2 separate regions of the Mus musculus genome follow, and region 2 is linked to region 1. The links are chromatin contacts, called in public HiChIP or PLAC-seq maps. All regions are on one chromosome and are shown on one strand. Each heading gives the region's core, a stretch centred on a gene start, on an enhancer-like site or on the middle of the called end of the contact. The rest is flanking DNA. Distances are from core to core; before and after follow the strand shown. Region 1 overlaps Mnat1 (menage a trois 1). Region 2 overlaps Gm34080 (a long non-coding RNA gene).

Region 1 (7,726 bases), core at 1,755-4,254:
CAATAAGGCTGTAGAAGCAATTTTTCCTTCACTTGCTTTGATTCTTCACACCAAAATAGCTTTACCAATATATCTTCTTTCCAGGAAGAAACTAAGTCTACTGTCTACTTGCCTATGGCATTCCATAGACATGTGTCTTTAAAATAATGCAATATTAAAAATACAGACTTTTGACTGGGAAAATGGTTCCATGAGTAATATGCACAGCACCAGGAAACTACCCAAGCACTGAGAACGGAGGGGACTGAGAGAAGAACCCCGGGGGTTCTCTGAGCCAGCCAGTCTAGCTGAAATAAGTTAGCTTCAAGTTCAGTGACAAACTGTCTCAAAAGCTGAGGTGGAGTGCAATTAGAAGAAGACATCTGACATCTACTGGCCCCCACATGTACAATACAGAGAGAGAGAGACAGAGAGAGAGAGAGACAGAGAGAGAGAGACAGAGAGAGAGAGACAGAGAGAGAGGCAGAGAGACAGAGAGAGAGAGAGACAGAGAGCAAAACAGAGAGAGACAGAGCGAGAGAGACAGAGAGAGACAGAGAGACAGAGATGGGGGAGCCTATGCAATCCCAAAGGTCATCATGAAATGTATGCTCTGAACAAAGATGAACAGGGACTTTTATTAAGTCTCAGTTTTGCTTATAAGTATATTTAAGAAAGCAAATAAAATATAAAGGATTTAGCAGTGTCAAAGTGGCAACAAAATACCCTTTATTATCAGTGCTACATCATCATCATCATCATGAGGAGGAGGGTCTTTCATGCCATATTGTCATTCAATATCCAAACACATACAATCACTGCAGACAATCATCAATATATCTAATGCAACCTTTATAGAATGTTTTGTAGACTAGCCTGACATGGTGTTACAGGCTCATAATATTTCCAGTGCAGAGGTGAGGTGAGAGCATAGATAGTTTAAAGACAGTCAGGGTTACAAACTGCCTAGACAGCCTAGACAGCTTAGCAAAAACCTATCATCCCTCCCTTCCTTCCTCCCTCCCAAAAAAAAGGCAAAAAGGGGTGGGATCTGTTTATAATGACATTCAAACTATCTTCCTGTAGAAGGAACATTATTAATGGTAGATAGTGTGATCCCAGACTGACAACATATAAAGTACATTAATTATCTTTAATTTTGTCTTGGGCTCTGGGCAAAATACAGAGGGAAATCAAAGAAAACTTTGCTTTCTCTTTCTTAGGAGCATGGCTGGTACTCAGGCAAGGCTTTCAAATGCTCAAACTTTTGATTTCTTTTTTTCATTTTGTCCTCTGCAGTCCCAATCTAGAACCTAATGCCTTTCTTAGGCCCTGTATGTCCCTACAACGGGGTAGCCCTAGATCCTCCAATTCCTCCTGCCACTATGAATCCTATTATGCTCCCTGATCTTAAGCCACAACCTCAATGTGCCACAAGAAAAACTTCCTGACTTCAAGAAGATATAAGAGGGAGAAATGGGGGGTTGCCGCCGCCGCTGCCGCCATCGTGCCAGCCCCACGGGTCTCAGAGGTGGGTGACTCCAGGATGGGAGACAAGCCAGTTTGGGAGCAGACTGGATCCAGCTTTATTCAGCATTACTACCAGTTATTTGATAACGACAGAACCCAACTAGGCACAATTTATATTGATGCATCATGCCTTACGTGGGAAGGACAGCAGTTCCAGGGGAAAGCTGCCATTGTGAAGAAGCTATCTAGCCTTCCGTTCCAGAAAATTCAGCATAGCATCACGGCGCAGGACCACCAGCCTACACCAGATAGCTGCATCATCAGCATGCTCCAAATATCATACACAAACGAGCAGGGCCGAGGCGGGAGCGGGTGCAGGGCACTTCTGTCACCACGGTGTTGTGCATGATGTTTGGATGCTAGACTAGTAGCATCTGACAGGAAGTTTGTGTTGTACCAGCGCATGCCTTGGAAAGACTTAAGTAATGCAAACGATGGTCGGGTTTTGTTTTTGTTTTATTTTTTATTTTGTTTTGTTTTTTAATCTACTGACAAGTTGCTCTAGTAACTCAAAGAAGTTAAGGAGAAAGCAGCTGCCTCACCAACCGCCCAGATATTGATTTGTTCAGATGTTTCAATGCCTCATGATACAATAAAACCACAAAAATTTTCTTAACAAAAAAAAAAAAAAAGGGAGAAATGGAATTGTATGGTTTTATTTGATAAACACCTAGGTTTAGTTACTTCATTATTGATATTTTTTAAAAAACATTTATAAAATGATTTTTCTTAAGCAATATATAAAATAGTTCTTTTTAAAACAGACTAAGGATTATTTACTTATTGTGTCTTTCTTCAAATTTGTGTATTCTAATTACCAATAGAAATTATCTTTATATATTTTATCCTCATAATTTCCTTTTAAAAAAAGAAAAAGACTAACACAGAACACTACCATTTCTTCAGCATGGCTTAATGAAAGCAGAATCAGGCTCCCTGAGATGAGAACTTGGAAGAGTACAGAAAACCAGGGCTAACTCAGGGCCTAGAAATAACAAACTCCAAGGACTCTCAGAACTTGACAGGCTAGGAAAGATCGTCTACAATCTTACTAACCTCTCAATTTTTGATTCTCTCTTTAATGATCTCTCTTCTATTTATTTGATTTATTTATTATTTATTTGATTCTCTCATCTGTCTTTGTGCATGGCTAAAGACTCACAACCTACCAGCAAAGCACTCAAGTCTACAGATGTGCCTCTCTTTGTCTCTAAACAAATCTTCTAAGTACATTTTCAGACCTAGCAATTGAAAGCACCAGACTACAAAACAAAACAAAAATTCCCTTCAACAGTCAGAGACAAAAATCTACGTTACACAGACAAAATTCTCCATATCTAATTAAGGCATAAAACCACAGTGTCTCAGAAAAGCAGACCTAGACTTCCTGTTTCATAAGACATGATTCTGACAGCAGAGACACGTGTCCTTGCTTTGGCATCAGTGAACACTGCCACAGAGGACAAGAGAAGGAAGGCTTATGCAGCCTCTCTAACTCTAGTATTTCACTCAAGAAAACAAGGCTATTTCTAAACCCTGAGGTCATCTGAGGCGCTGACATACTTTGCATTCTTGGGGTTTTTTTTTTGTTTTGTTTTGTTTTTTTGTTTTCAGCAATTCTAAAGGATTGCCAGACTGCAGTTAGTCTCATTATGAATTTAACCAGACCATATCTTCTTAGCAGAAAATTCCAGAAAAAATTAAGTAACAGACTTACTTTTACAATTCCAATTATCTATAAAATGTTATTTTATATCATTTAATGACTTATAAACTCACTAATAGTTTATAAAAGATTGTGACACTGTTAATCTATTTACAACTTAGAACAAAAGGTTCTCCCTTCCCTCCATTCTCTAAAAAGCTTAAGATTCTATAACCATTTTTTTAAATTTTGTACATCTTTTACTTAAATCATGAATGTAACTAACTCACTTGTATCAATTAGCACTGTTAACAAAAGCATTTTCCATCATGTTACAGATCAACAGGTCATGTGGAGGCATCAATCAAACACTAGCCTTTTTTTTTTAAGTCTGCTGTTATAAAGACTTCAAAAACATAAATTTCAGGTACAGACAAGAACACTGCAGAAGATCTAAATAGGTATTTTAGAATATGTACAGTTTACATAATTTATCACTAAGTTAGCATGATATACAAATATTAGCAGTAGTTACCATTGGGTTTGAAAAGTGCTTCAAATACAGCAATGTTAAGATTACATTCTTTCATCTCTGAGTCCAGCTCATTTTAGACTATCTACACTCTGAAACACTTCTTCAGACATTCAAAACACAGGACTAAGAGGTTTAATCCTCCAACACAGTAATGCCAAATAAGATATGGAAAGGATCCTATGAACAGCACACTGCAAGGTACAGTGTAAAGATGACCAAGGTTATCTGTCAGGTCCCATAGGCTTTAAGTCACAGCGCCAGAATCTGAACCCGCACAATGTGACTGTGAAGCCGTATGGCCATCACAACTCTGTCTTCTATAAATGGGGGTTCAGGTTCTACTGCTTGTACTATCCGACTAAAAAAAAAAAATGAGACTAATTATTCTCTACTACTTCTCATTCCCAACACAGATGCTCCTATGAGAAATGTACAATTCGTTACCATGTAGGACACAAGGAACTAGCTTGACAACCTTTGAGGAAAGGGTAGTGGAACTCTTCTAGAACTTGAAATAGCCAAGAAGAAGTGTAATCACTTACCATTTCCAGGAACACTGAGCTTGTATCAGAAATTGTAATTACATCTGCAGCTATAATCCCTAAACTAAAATTAGTAATTTGGAATTTAAAAAATTATTTTACAAAGCCTTATCAATGCCAATAATCTTCATTCAAAAGAGCTGTGTGCAGCACAGCAATGCAGGACCTACTACCATGCACAGCACAGCAATGCAGGACCTACTACCATGCACAATAGACTTGTTCAGAAAGGGATGGTCCTGGATCCAGTCTTGGCTGATCTCTCTCATGCTTAACCTGTTCGACACAAGAGACACACTGCTAAAATAAAACATAGCTAAACAAATAACGTGCAGGCTTGTACTTTCACTCTGCCTTCCCCCTATATCTTGTACTTAGTGAACACATCAATAACAAGTGGGGTGATTAATAATGCCCATATTGCATATATACATGCAAATGCACTCAACACTAGAACATGGTTTCTAGTCTTAAAACTTATTATACCAATTAATATACATGAAATCTAGGAACACAGGTAGTTGTAAACAATTCATTACATTGACTTTTAGTAAATATATTAAGTCTCTTCCCAGTAATAACATTTATTTTTATAGCAAAAAACTATGAATAACAAGGAAATGTTAGATAAATAAATCATTATTTATATTAGCTGTACTACCCAATTTAAATCTGTGCTTTTGATGCTCCAAATATATTATCAAGAATATGATTTGAAAGAAGAAAATTATTTACTTATGACAAAGGAAGCACCACAAACGAAAAGTCCCAACAGAATAATTTAATTGTGTTTCTGTTATATGAGTGATTTACGGTAGAAGCTCAAAATTCTCAAATGTGCAAAGTATTTCCATGTGCTTAGGACAAGAACTAGCCAAAACAAACAAGGCCGCAGAACTTTACTGTTTTATTCCCCCGCCATCTGCCACCCCCCTCTTTTCTTGCCTTTGCCTGCCTATCGTTCACAGTGACACTTACAGGAGTAAAGCAGCCGACCACCTCCAGCTGGGAGCTGGAGCTCTAGACACTGCAAGGCAGTGACACTGCCCAGTGTTTGCTGACAGAAACAGCTACAGAGAGTGTGCATTTCTTAACGCAGTGTTAAATACATTGATCTCAGACTAGTATTAATATTATCATTCAGTATTCATTAAAATAAAATGTGTAATTAAGATGATACAGACCCATAAGAAAAGCTAAAGCTTCTGATCACTGTCAACCTTACTGTCAAGTCTTACACCTGGCGGCGACCGGCTTTATTTTTATCTGACATAGAAAAGGACTCCATGAGTCCAAAATACCGCAAGGCAGGAGAAAAGAGAATTAAACAATAGCATAAAATGCCTCACAACACGAACTGAGACAGCATGTGCTCAGACAAAACCGTCACTAGCATTTCCTGTTCTCACTAGCAACAGTGCTGAAATTGTCCCTTCTCAAAGAGCTATTACTGAATCCCAGGGCCGTGAGGCTTGAGGAAAAGGCATCAAATAAGATGAATTTAGTCTCCAAGTCTAAATGTAATAAAATGTTTAAACTGCCTGCTCGTACTGAAGCCTCAAGCACATGACAGAATCGTACAAGTTGAAGCAGTGATGGGGCTACAGACACACCTCATCAACATGTGCTGTTATCAGTATGCTTTGTCAAGTATTTTGCTTTTCTTAAAAATTATCTCTTAGGTTTAAAGGAGTTTGTATAAATTACTGTTATTTCTTTGTTACATGTTTTGCAGGGTTTTCCAATGAAATCACTTTTCATTTATATGTAGTTGATAAAACCCAACTGAAAATAGATTTAAGTTATTCAGATATACCAAAGCAAGATGACGGCTCACAGCAAAGGAAATGACAGATCAAAGCCAATGTGTCAGCTTTTCCAAACAGGAAAGTCAGTAAGTTGTCATCAGAAGGGAACTATAAAGCAAGTGGCAAGAAGACTTTTACAAAACAATGTCCCCAATAGCTAGAGAACACACAGTCTTCTCTTTAGTAGATGGAACATTATTATATTAGGCCACAAAACAAGTCTCAGCATATCTAAGCAATGAAAACCACACCATACATCTTCCCTAATAAATTACCAAAGGAACTTCAAAAACTGCAAAGACACTGAGCAATGTGCTCCTGAGCACAGTGGATCAGGGAAAGAAAGAAGGGAAATTTTAAAACTTCTTGAAGTAAATGAAAAACAGATATGCAACATATAGATACCTATGGGATATAGCAAAAGGCCACACTAACAGGTAAGTTTAACATCAGAAATGCTTATTAAAAAATTGGGCTGGAGAGATGGCTCAGAGGTTAAGAGCACTGACTGCTCTTCCAAAGGTCTTGAGTTCAATTCCCAGCAACCACATGGTGGCTCACAAACATCCATAATGAGATCTGACACCCTCTTCTGGAGTGTCTGAAGACAGCTACAGTGTATATATATATATAATAAATCTTTTTTTTTTAATCTAGAAAAAAAGACTCAAAAGACTTTTATTTAAAAAACAAATAATATGGCTGGTCATGATAGCACATGCCTTTAAACCTCGCTCTCTGGAGGGAGAGGCAGGAGATCTCTGAGTTCGAGGCCAGCCTGGTCTACGGATTACGTTCCAGAACATTTAGGGCTACACAGAGAAACCTAGTCTCTACAAAACAAAAAAACAAACACACAACAACAACAAAATTAATAATACAAGTAAGGGACTAGAAAGGCAAAACCAAACACAAAACTGATGGCATAAATGGAGAACAAATATCTTCAATCTATCCATACATAATATAAGACAGTCAAGCCAACAGTGAAAACCAGTAGTAAATGACCTGACTAGAAATGATACAGACAGATATCTCTCTTGAATATACAACTAACCACCATGTAAGCGAGAAGGGCCCCGCAGCACAAACCATCAGGCCTTTCTGGTCAAAACCACGATGAGATGCAGAGTAGCTATCATCAAATGCCAGGTGCTGGCCACAGGCAAAGGCGGCAGCTCTCAGACAACTGGTGTGGGTGCAAACCAGCATGGCCACTATCAAAAGCAGCAGGAAAGTTCCTCAAAACACTACAAAGAGAACTAATGGACGCAGATGTTAAGTCTACTACGGGATAAATGTCTTAGGGTAAGAAGATGAGTGTGTCAAAGAGGTGTCTGAATACCTGTTTATTACAGGACTTTTCCCTATGGCCATGACAGCCAATCAGCCTGCATACCCACCCACAGGAAAATGGATACAAGAAAATGTGGTAAATATTCACAATAGAATATCAGCTGTGCAAACATATGGTATTCAGTCTCTCAGCAGCATGAATAGAACTTGAGGACATTATGTAACTGATCCAATATATGCAGAGGGTGGTTAGCTGAAGGGAGAGGAGGTGGAGAGAAGGGGGTTAGCAGGTTCAAGGTACAGCTGTAAAGGAAGAACATGGCTAATGTCCTACTGCATGCAGATAACTCTAGCCAAGAACACAAGCACAAGTAGGATGGGCTATGAGATG
Region 2 (7,726 bases), core at 1,579-4,078, 290 kb before region 1:
GTTCAAATCCCAGCAAACACATGGTGGCTCACAACCACCTGTGATGAGATCTGACGCCCTTCTCTGGTGCGTCTGAAGACAGCTACAGTGTACTTATTTATAATAATAAATAAATCTTTGGGCCGGAGCAAGCAGAGGTCCCAAATTCAACTCCCAACAACCACATGAAGGCTCACAACCATCTGTACAGCTACAGTGTGTACTCATATACATAAAATAAATAAATCTTTAAAAAAAAGATTTCTCTAGTTTTCATAATTTAACCACCATGTTTTTTAGAGTAGAAAATAGTCTAGGACAGAGGAAGTGGTGCTGTTCCAGGACTGTGGGTCTTTCTAGAATGTTCTAACTCTACACTGCATCTCTCACTATTTCACTGAGCTCAGAAATCCTCATGCTCCTATACCAACACATTCCTCAACTCCACAGTGAGAATGTAGTTGAGTCTTCCCAAGGGCTCAGCGAGGACGCAGGTTCTCGAATCTTACACAGTAAATCCACATTACAACCTCTCTGAGCCTTACACTCCCTCCTCGCTACTATACCATGGCAGCTCTGACATCTCCACATACTTTCTCAGGAGCTGTTTTCTATGTGGCCCTTCAGCAACAGAGAGGACAATCATGATTTATAAGGAACCTTCACTATAAAGTTGAAACACATAACACAATTCCCTAAAATTTACAGTTGGAGAAATCGTAACAACTCAAATGTTATTTTTGAGTGCTTTTTTTTTTCCATTTTAACAATGGATGTTATTCCTCTGGGTGACATCATTGAGTAATTCAATCAGTAGGTTAACTAAGGTCTCCGCAATGGAACTGACTGGGATGGTGACAGCATTGCCTTTCTGTTTTGTGGGGTGGTGGCACCTCTACACAGCCTGCTTCCTCGTGAGGCTAATGCCAACTCTGCTGGGGTGTTATTGACAGAAATCTTGTATTAAGGAGAAAGCATGGACCAGCAGACACAGACATGGCTGGGTTTTCACATAGAGTCTTTCCTGTTGAAGTTCACCAACCTTGTGAAGAAAGAATATCTTTTTTGTATGGATGCATCACCTATCAATTAAAAAGCCTATGCCCTATGGCTTAGGCAGGAAATAGGAGGTAGAATATCCAGGAAGAGAAAGAATTCTGGGATAGAGCCAAGCAGGAGTTTCCCTAGGGAAGGTATGACCAGACTGACACATGGTCCCTGAGCACAGGTAGCCAACCACGTGGCAGAATGTAGGTTAAAATAAATGGGTGTCTCTAGTTATGATCTAGTCAGAGTAGAGCCCGGCTATATGGCCAAGGTATTTGTAAATATATTTAGAGTCTGTGTCTTGTTTCTGGGAGCGTGGGGCTGGGAGGCAGAACCAGGCCTAACTTGTAGATCCCTGTCTTGGTGGAAAGACATAACATGAAGAACACAATCCCCTCTTCAGCCTTGGAGTTTCATTGGTTCTGTAGTCACCAAGCAATGTAGTCATCTATTTATATTAAACGGTTATTTGTTATCTATTTGGAACTCAAACTCAACTTGGCATCCTGTCCTTTCTCTGGGGATTCTAATAACACAACTGCCATATTTCATTCCCACGGAGGGCCAAGGACCACTACCCATCTGTAACAATCAACTCTAACACACCTATTTGTCCCACATCCTGTCCCTGCTCCAAAGCCAAAGGAGGTTTACGTCGTCCAAATGGCGGTCCTTGCCAGCTTCAGTTTGGGTTGTTTACTTCAGGAACACTGATTAAGTCATATATTACAAAGAAGCCTCCCCCTACCTCTAATTCAAAACAGCTGAACCAGCTTCCGTGCCTGCCAGCCAAGCCTTATGGTGCATGCCTTCGGAGGGGACGGGACTTGGGACGAGGGCGATGGGTGGACAGCTTTAGTATTAAGCAAGGACATCACTTTGTACCCTTGTAGAAAATGCTCTTTATAGCGCATCAGGTTACAAAGCCTCAGTTAGGTTGGGGAGGGGGGCGGCAAGGAAGGACAGACAGAGCACAGAGGGGCACAATGTTTGAGGATCAAAGAACCCAGCCTGTCAAGTGCTGTGACATTTCTTCGGTGAGGAAATGGGTTCACATTTTACCCCCGAGGGTTTACAGACAAAAGCCAAGGTTCCACTCAAAAAAATTTAAGACATTTATTAAGATGCCAAACTGCATCTACCCACAGATGCTTTGGACCCCCACTCGGTTTTCCCTTTAAACTCTGGGGGCAGGAGGATAGTTTATTATGTGGCTGTGAGGGTTGCGCTCAGCTGAAATGCAGACATCTTGAAATGTGTGAAAGATGAGGAATGAGTTTCCTTCTAAAGTTCATCTAAAAAGGACTAGGACGTTTGACCTGAAGCTATGAGGTGATGATGGAGGGCTGGCTATAGGCACGCATGGTATCTCTCCTCTCCTCTCCTCTCCTCTCCTCTCCTCTCCTCTCCTCTCCTCTCCTCTCCTCTCCTCTCCTCTCCTCTCCTCTCCCCTCCCCTCCCCTCCCCTCCCCTCCCCTCCCCTCCCCTCCCCTCCCCTCCCCTCCCCTCCCCTCCCATCTGCACTGCAGAGCTGGAGGAGAGGGTTCGAGGTGAGAGGAGAGAGGGAGGCTGGGAGCTCGGGAAGTCTGCAGTGAGTACAGTAGATGCATTTCCCCGCTCATAGATATCTCCAGCGTTGCCTTTCTGGAGAGAATCCAGTTTGCTTTAATTTCATTTTACAGTAAACTCTCTATGAATGGACATGAAAGTGCCGTCAAGGTCAGCAGGCCACGGGATGAAACGGACCGGCTCGGACCTGCTCAGAGCAGTTCCACCTTCATGTCTATTGACCAGAAACATGGCATTAGCTATGCTGAGGAAACCAACAGAAGATAAAATCAAAGCTCAGCCTTTGCACGGCTCCAAGGCAGGCCCTATATTTGCCTTCGTGCAAGCTTTGTAATATCTGCTATAGCCTGACAGGCGTTTGAAAGAACAGACGTTCTATGAGAAGGTCAAGGAGGCAGATCCTGCGCTCAGAGGCTGCCCGCCGAGATGCCCACATAGATAGAGCAGACCTGTGGATGTGGACAGACGTCTGCCTCTGAGGCTAGGGAGAAACCCGTGGTTTCTGTTTTGTTTAGTTTCAGTTTTGGGTGTTGAATCTAGGGCCTTGTGCATGCTAGGCACGTGCTCTACCATTGATCTACGTAGCCAGTCTGTTTTTAATTTTTTTTTTCTTTTGAGACAGGGTCTCACTTGGTCCCCCAGGTTGCCTTTGAACTTGCCCAGGCAGACCATGGTGTGGCAATCCTCCTGCCTCCATCTCCAGAGTAGCTAGGATTACAAGTCTGGATCTTTTACTCTTTCAGATGTCATGATAGCCTTCCCTTTGACTTTACCCTAAATGTTTCTCAAAGCCGCAGAGAAGGTTCTGACAGGATGGCCTTTCACAGGTGAGAAGGGGAAAGGTGATGGCGCTGCCATTGAGCCTCAGGTGACGTGGGTGAAATCAGAAAGATGCATGGAACCCACATAGAGAAGGCCAGATGCAGGGGGCACAAGCCACTGAATTCCCAGTCACGTCAGAGACCTAGATGGGCCTCAGTTTAGGGAACTTAGTGAGATTTTTGTCTCAATGTAAAAACAGAAAAGGAGTCTGAAGATTTAGCTCAGTGGCAGAGCACCTGCCTAGCACTCAAGAGGGTCTAGATACAAACCTCTCAGTTCCCCAACCCGCAAAGATAACCAGTGAACTCAGAGTACCAGGGCTGGAGCTTGGTGGTAGGCACCTGCATAGTATACATAGCCCTTGGCGGATGTTATCCCCAAAACCACACACACACACACACACACACACACACACACAAAGATGTACCAAGGACAGTATCATCATCAATATTCCATCTCCCTCAATCCCTCCTCTCCTGAGATGCCACTTACAGTAAAAGGCACGAATCTAAAGTATAGTTTTGATGAATTTTCACAACTGTAGTCTGTCTCAACACCCTTTACTCCAGATAGAGGACAAAGCCTGGAGCGAGAGACATGCTGTCCACAGCATTCCAAGATATGGCAGGCTCAACACCTTTAAATGCCAGAGTAGCCTGTACCTACAATCTCATTCCAGGTCTTTGCTGCTTGGTTTTGTAGCACCAGGTTCTACAGAACTAATGAGGAGTTTCATTTCCTCCTCAGAGTTTAGCCAGCACTACCATGTGACATTCAAGAGCCAGGCCTTCAGCAGCGAAAGGTCTCCTAAGCCTAGAGAAATGTACAAGGTCTTGTAGGGAGTGAGGTGAGCATTTGTAATGGACTTAGAGACAGACAGGTAAAATCGAGAACCTTCTATCCTCCAGAGGGGCCGATGGCCTCCTCCACCCATTCACCATGACTTTGTAATTTCTGGTATTGTTTGACTTTTATTACCTGTTTTAAACCCCCAAGCTTCTTCTAACCTGATACCAAAAAGTCCCCAGTGTCCAGATCACAAATGAATGAGGAGAGACGTGGTCTGAAGCGCGTGTTTAATAAGCCAGCAGTGTGTGAACCTGCAAAGGACACTGTGGTGTCCCGGAGACGCTGGTGGTCTCCTGCGTGTCTCTTGAAACTCATAGCAGTTCTAAGCTGTAGTATCGATCTGAGCTCAACACGAAGTTCTTTGTATCACACTAACTTGGGCCTGAGTGAAGCAGAGGATCTGTGGCAGCGTGGGATAGAACACAGAAGCAGACCTAAGCTCTTTTCCTAAGCAGTGACAAAACCTGGACGCCCCAGACCAGGAGTTAAAGGGAATTAAATAATTAAATAGCAAGTGTTTATTCCAAACGCATTGTTCACAAATACAGTTATGTTACAACTGTTTATAAATGTTTCTTGAACGTCTGCCCTGGTCAGAGTTCTTTGGAAAATAGAACCAACGGAGTGTTTTCAAATGTACAAAGAGAGCTCTTTTCTGAAAAACTGGATCAGTGACTATGGGCACGGTACACCTGGATCTCATAGAGACAAAACTTTAGGTAATAGTTGATAGTGTCATCTCAGGTCTGAAATCCACACAAGGGCAGCGAGCTAGAGGGGCAGGCAAGATTTCTGTGTTATAACCTGGAGGGTGAATTCCAAAGGAAGCCTCAGGTTTTCACTTTGGGATTTTAATGGATTGGACAAGGCCCTCTCGGTCTACAAAAGGTAATCTGCTTTATTGAAAGTCTGTGTTTGTAAATGTTAAATCTCATTTTCAAACACTTTCACATCTATACTGACATTTTACCAAACAACTTGGTACTACACAGCCTGGCAGAGATGACAGATAAAATTAACCATCACAGGGTTCAATTGTTTACTATGTTAGGGTTTGCAGAGAAAAACCTGTGGAAAATTAAACCTAAGAGGGGGCATAAAGACTTACTGTCTTAGAACCCTGATCAGCTGGGTTTCTGGTCTAGTATAAAATGTGATTGTAACCACGGTTGTACATTCTCTATCAAAGGAAGAGAAGTAGTGAATATACAGAAGCCAGCAATGCCCTGGAGTGAGACCTCAACTGTTAAACTCTGATGGCCTGGATTCTCATTGTGAGGGTTCAGGACCCAGCCAAGATAAGGGATGAAAGAGGAGACCTTCATGTGAAGTTGGATCCCATGAGTCATACAGTTTAGAGTAGACTAGAAACAAGCTTCCTGTGTTGAAGTGGTATCAAGGGAAATACTTGACAGTTAGTTTTTGTATAGGTTTTTTTTTTTTTGACCTGAATTTGTACTATCTCTGTGATCTAAACACAAGCGAAGAATTTAATTCAAAGTACTTCCAAGTCACGGTTTCCTCCAGGCAACTAAGGACAAGTACAGATCTTTTCGACTGCTGTCAACCACAGCTCAGGTTTCAAACAATCCCTACAGATGAGTATCAAGAACATGACATCAGCATCAAAAAAAAAAAAAAAAAATCACAAAACCCATAAACAAATAAGGCTCGGGGAATGATCATTGGCAGAATTAGGTCCACAAGATATTTCCTATTCTGAAATCTCAGTCTCAGAATGCAAATAGTTTTCTTTTCTGTTTCTTCTTTTTTTTTTCTTTCTTTTTCTTTTTTTTTTTAGAAAGGAAAGTTTGAAAATATGAACAGAGAACAGGAAAGAATTAAAAATTAGATTTTCTAGAAATTAAATTTTCAACGGGTGTGCTATAAACCAGAAATTGAACAGATAAAAGGGAGTTAGTAAACTGGTGAAGAGATATGAATAAATTATTCAGAATTTAGTCAAGACAGAGATAGAATATATGAAAAAGTGGCTAATAAACCTAGAGGCTAAGTCTAACAAGCATCCTCATTATTTCCAGAATTACTGGAGAACCTCAGATCTGCTACCTGGGAAACCAACCAATCAGTCCAAGTCTGATAAATAACGCATCGCTGTTACAGAATAAAAATACAGCAAAAATATAAAGAAAGTCATGTAACATCTGGAGAGAAAGCCAAAAGAAGCTTTATTGAGTGGTGATGCAAAACTGTAATCCTAGCAAGTGGAAGGCTGGAGCAGGAAGGGCACGGGTTCAAGGACAGCCTGAGCTAGAGTGAGTCCCTGGTTGGTCTACACAGAGTCTCTCAGAAAAAATAAAAGAAGAAAGGAAGCAGGTAAGAAGCACAAAACAGCAAAAACAAACAAACAAACAAAACCAAAAACAACCCAGCAAATAGTGTTCTATACTGCATCAAAGGACAAAGCACAGTATATTAATGTGTACAATATACAAGAAAAAAGACGTCAATCTAAAATTTTTATACCCATGTCAAAAATCTATGTGAAACCTGGCCTGATGATTCATGCCTTTAATCAATCCCAGCGCTTGGGAAGAAGAGGCAGGTGGATCTCTGTGAGTTCGAAGTGAAAAAGTATAACGTAAAAACAAAATTCTAGGCCTTTAGGCCCAGGCTTGAAAATGTGACCTTTGTGACTCAATGCTCCAAGGCATGCTAATCATAAAACAGATAGCGACATTCCTCCACCCACCCGCTTCCTAGGTTCAGGGAGTGTTCGTTCAAAGAAAGTCACCCTGACCCACCCTGACCGTTGCTGGAACCCGGTATGCAAAGGTGCTATTGTTAGAGACTCCTAGAAAACTGTCTTGACTTTCCACTTCCTCGTGACTCTTAACTGGAGTTTTTGGTATTTTCCAACAACGCCCTCCCCACCCACTTGAGTTGTGGTTTCTTCCTTTAAATATCTCCTCTCCCAGCTACTCGGGGCGCCATGGTCCTCTACCCCTGTGTGGTGTATGACTGTGGGCCCGAGAGCACTCTTGAAATAAAAGTCCTCTTGCAGTTTGCAGCAAGACAAATCTCGTGAGTGATTTGGGGGTGTTGCCTCTCCTGAGTCAGAACGTAAGGTAGTCCTCATGTTATGGGTCTTTCAAAAGCAAGCCTGGTCTAACAGAGAGAGAGCATTCCAGGATTGCCAGGGCTTCTCAGAAAAAACCCTGTCTCAAACAAAACAAAACCAAACTATTTGAAACAGAGAAACAGCAAAGAGTTTATGTCATGCCAAAAGCTACTCACTCGAGAGAAACTGCAAGGATATAGTTCAAGAGAAACACAGACAGGAATACAAGAACAAGTGGAAAGTGCATGGGTTAGCTTTATGTCAGCTTGACACAAGCCAAAGTCATCGGGAAGAGGGACTCTCAGTAGAGAGCATGTCTGGGCAAGCCTGTGGTACATTCTCTTGACTGGTGATTGATGTGGGAGGGCTCAGGTTACT

Evidence for each region. HiChIP or PLAC-seq counts read pairs in DNA pulled down with a chosen protein or histone mark.
Region 2: an H3K27ac HiChIP or PLAC-seq map of thymic regulatory T cells shows a contact between it and region 1, with 3 times the contacts expected there. The contact joins two enhancer-like sites. A contact is called at or near these places in 1 of 15 datasets of contacts at CTCF or cohesin (the NIH/3T3 cell line), 2 of 484 Hi-C or Micro-C datasets (nephron progenitors and uterus), 2 of 115 datasets of contacts at active chromatin or transcription factors (regulatory T cell precursor and thymic regulatory T cells) and 1 of 9 other capture datasets (liver).

Annotation. Positions count from the first base shown.
Region 1 is chr12:73,197,024-73,204,749 of GRCm38.p6, reverse strand. All of the region lies in intron 6 of Mnat1 (menage a trois 1), which reads right to left. It also overlaps the pseudogene Gm51250. Among named protein-coding and RNA genes, the nearest start is that of Gm23910, 55 kb to the right of the region's middle. Within about 2 kb of position 3,004, at least 124 of the 459 cell types and tissues checked have an H3K27ac peak or open chromatin away from gene starts, as enhancers often do. A contact at or near this core is called in regulatory T cell precursor and thymic regulatory T cells, where this site is marked.
Region 2 is chr12:73,489,488-73,497,213 of GRCm38.p6, reverse strand. The region is part of intron 2 of Gm34080 (a long non-coding RNA gene); the gene reads right to left. Gm34016 (a long non-coding RNA gene) reads left to right here. Exons shown (of 4, transcript XR_381683.2): 3 at 3,339-3,422; 4 at 6,309-7,299. Among named protein-coding and RNA genes, the nearest start is that of Gm34016, 16 kb to the left of the region's middle. Within about 2 kb of position 2,828, at least 20 of the 459 cell types and tissues checked have an H3K27ac peak or open chromatin away from gene starts, as enhancers often do. A contact at or near this core is called in regulatory T cell precursor and thymic regulatory T cells, where this site is marked.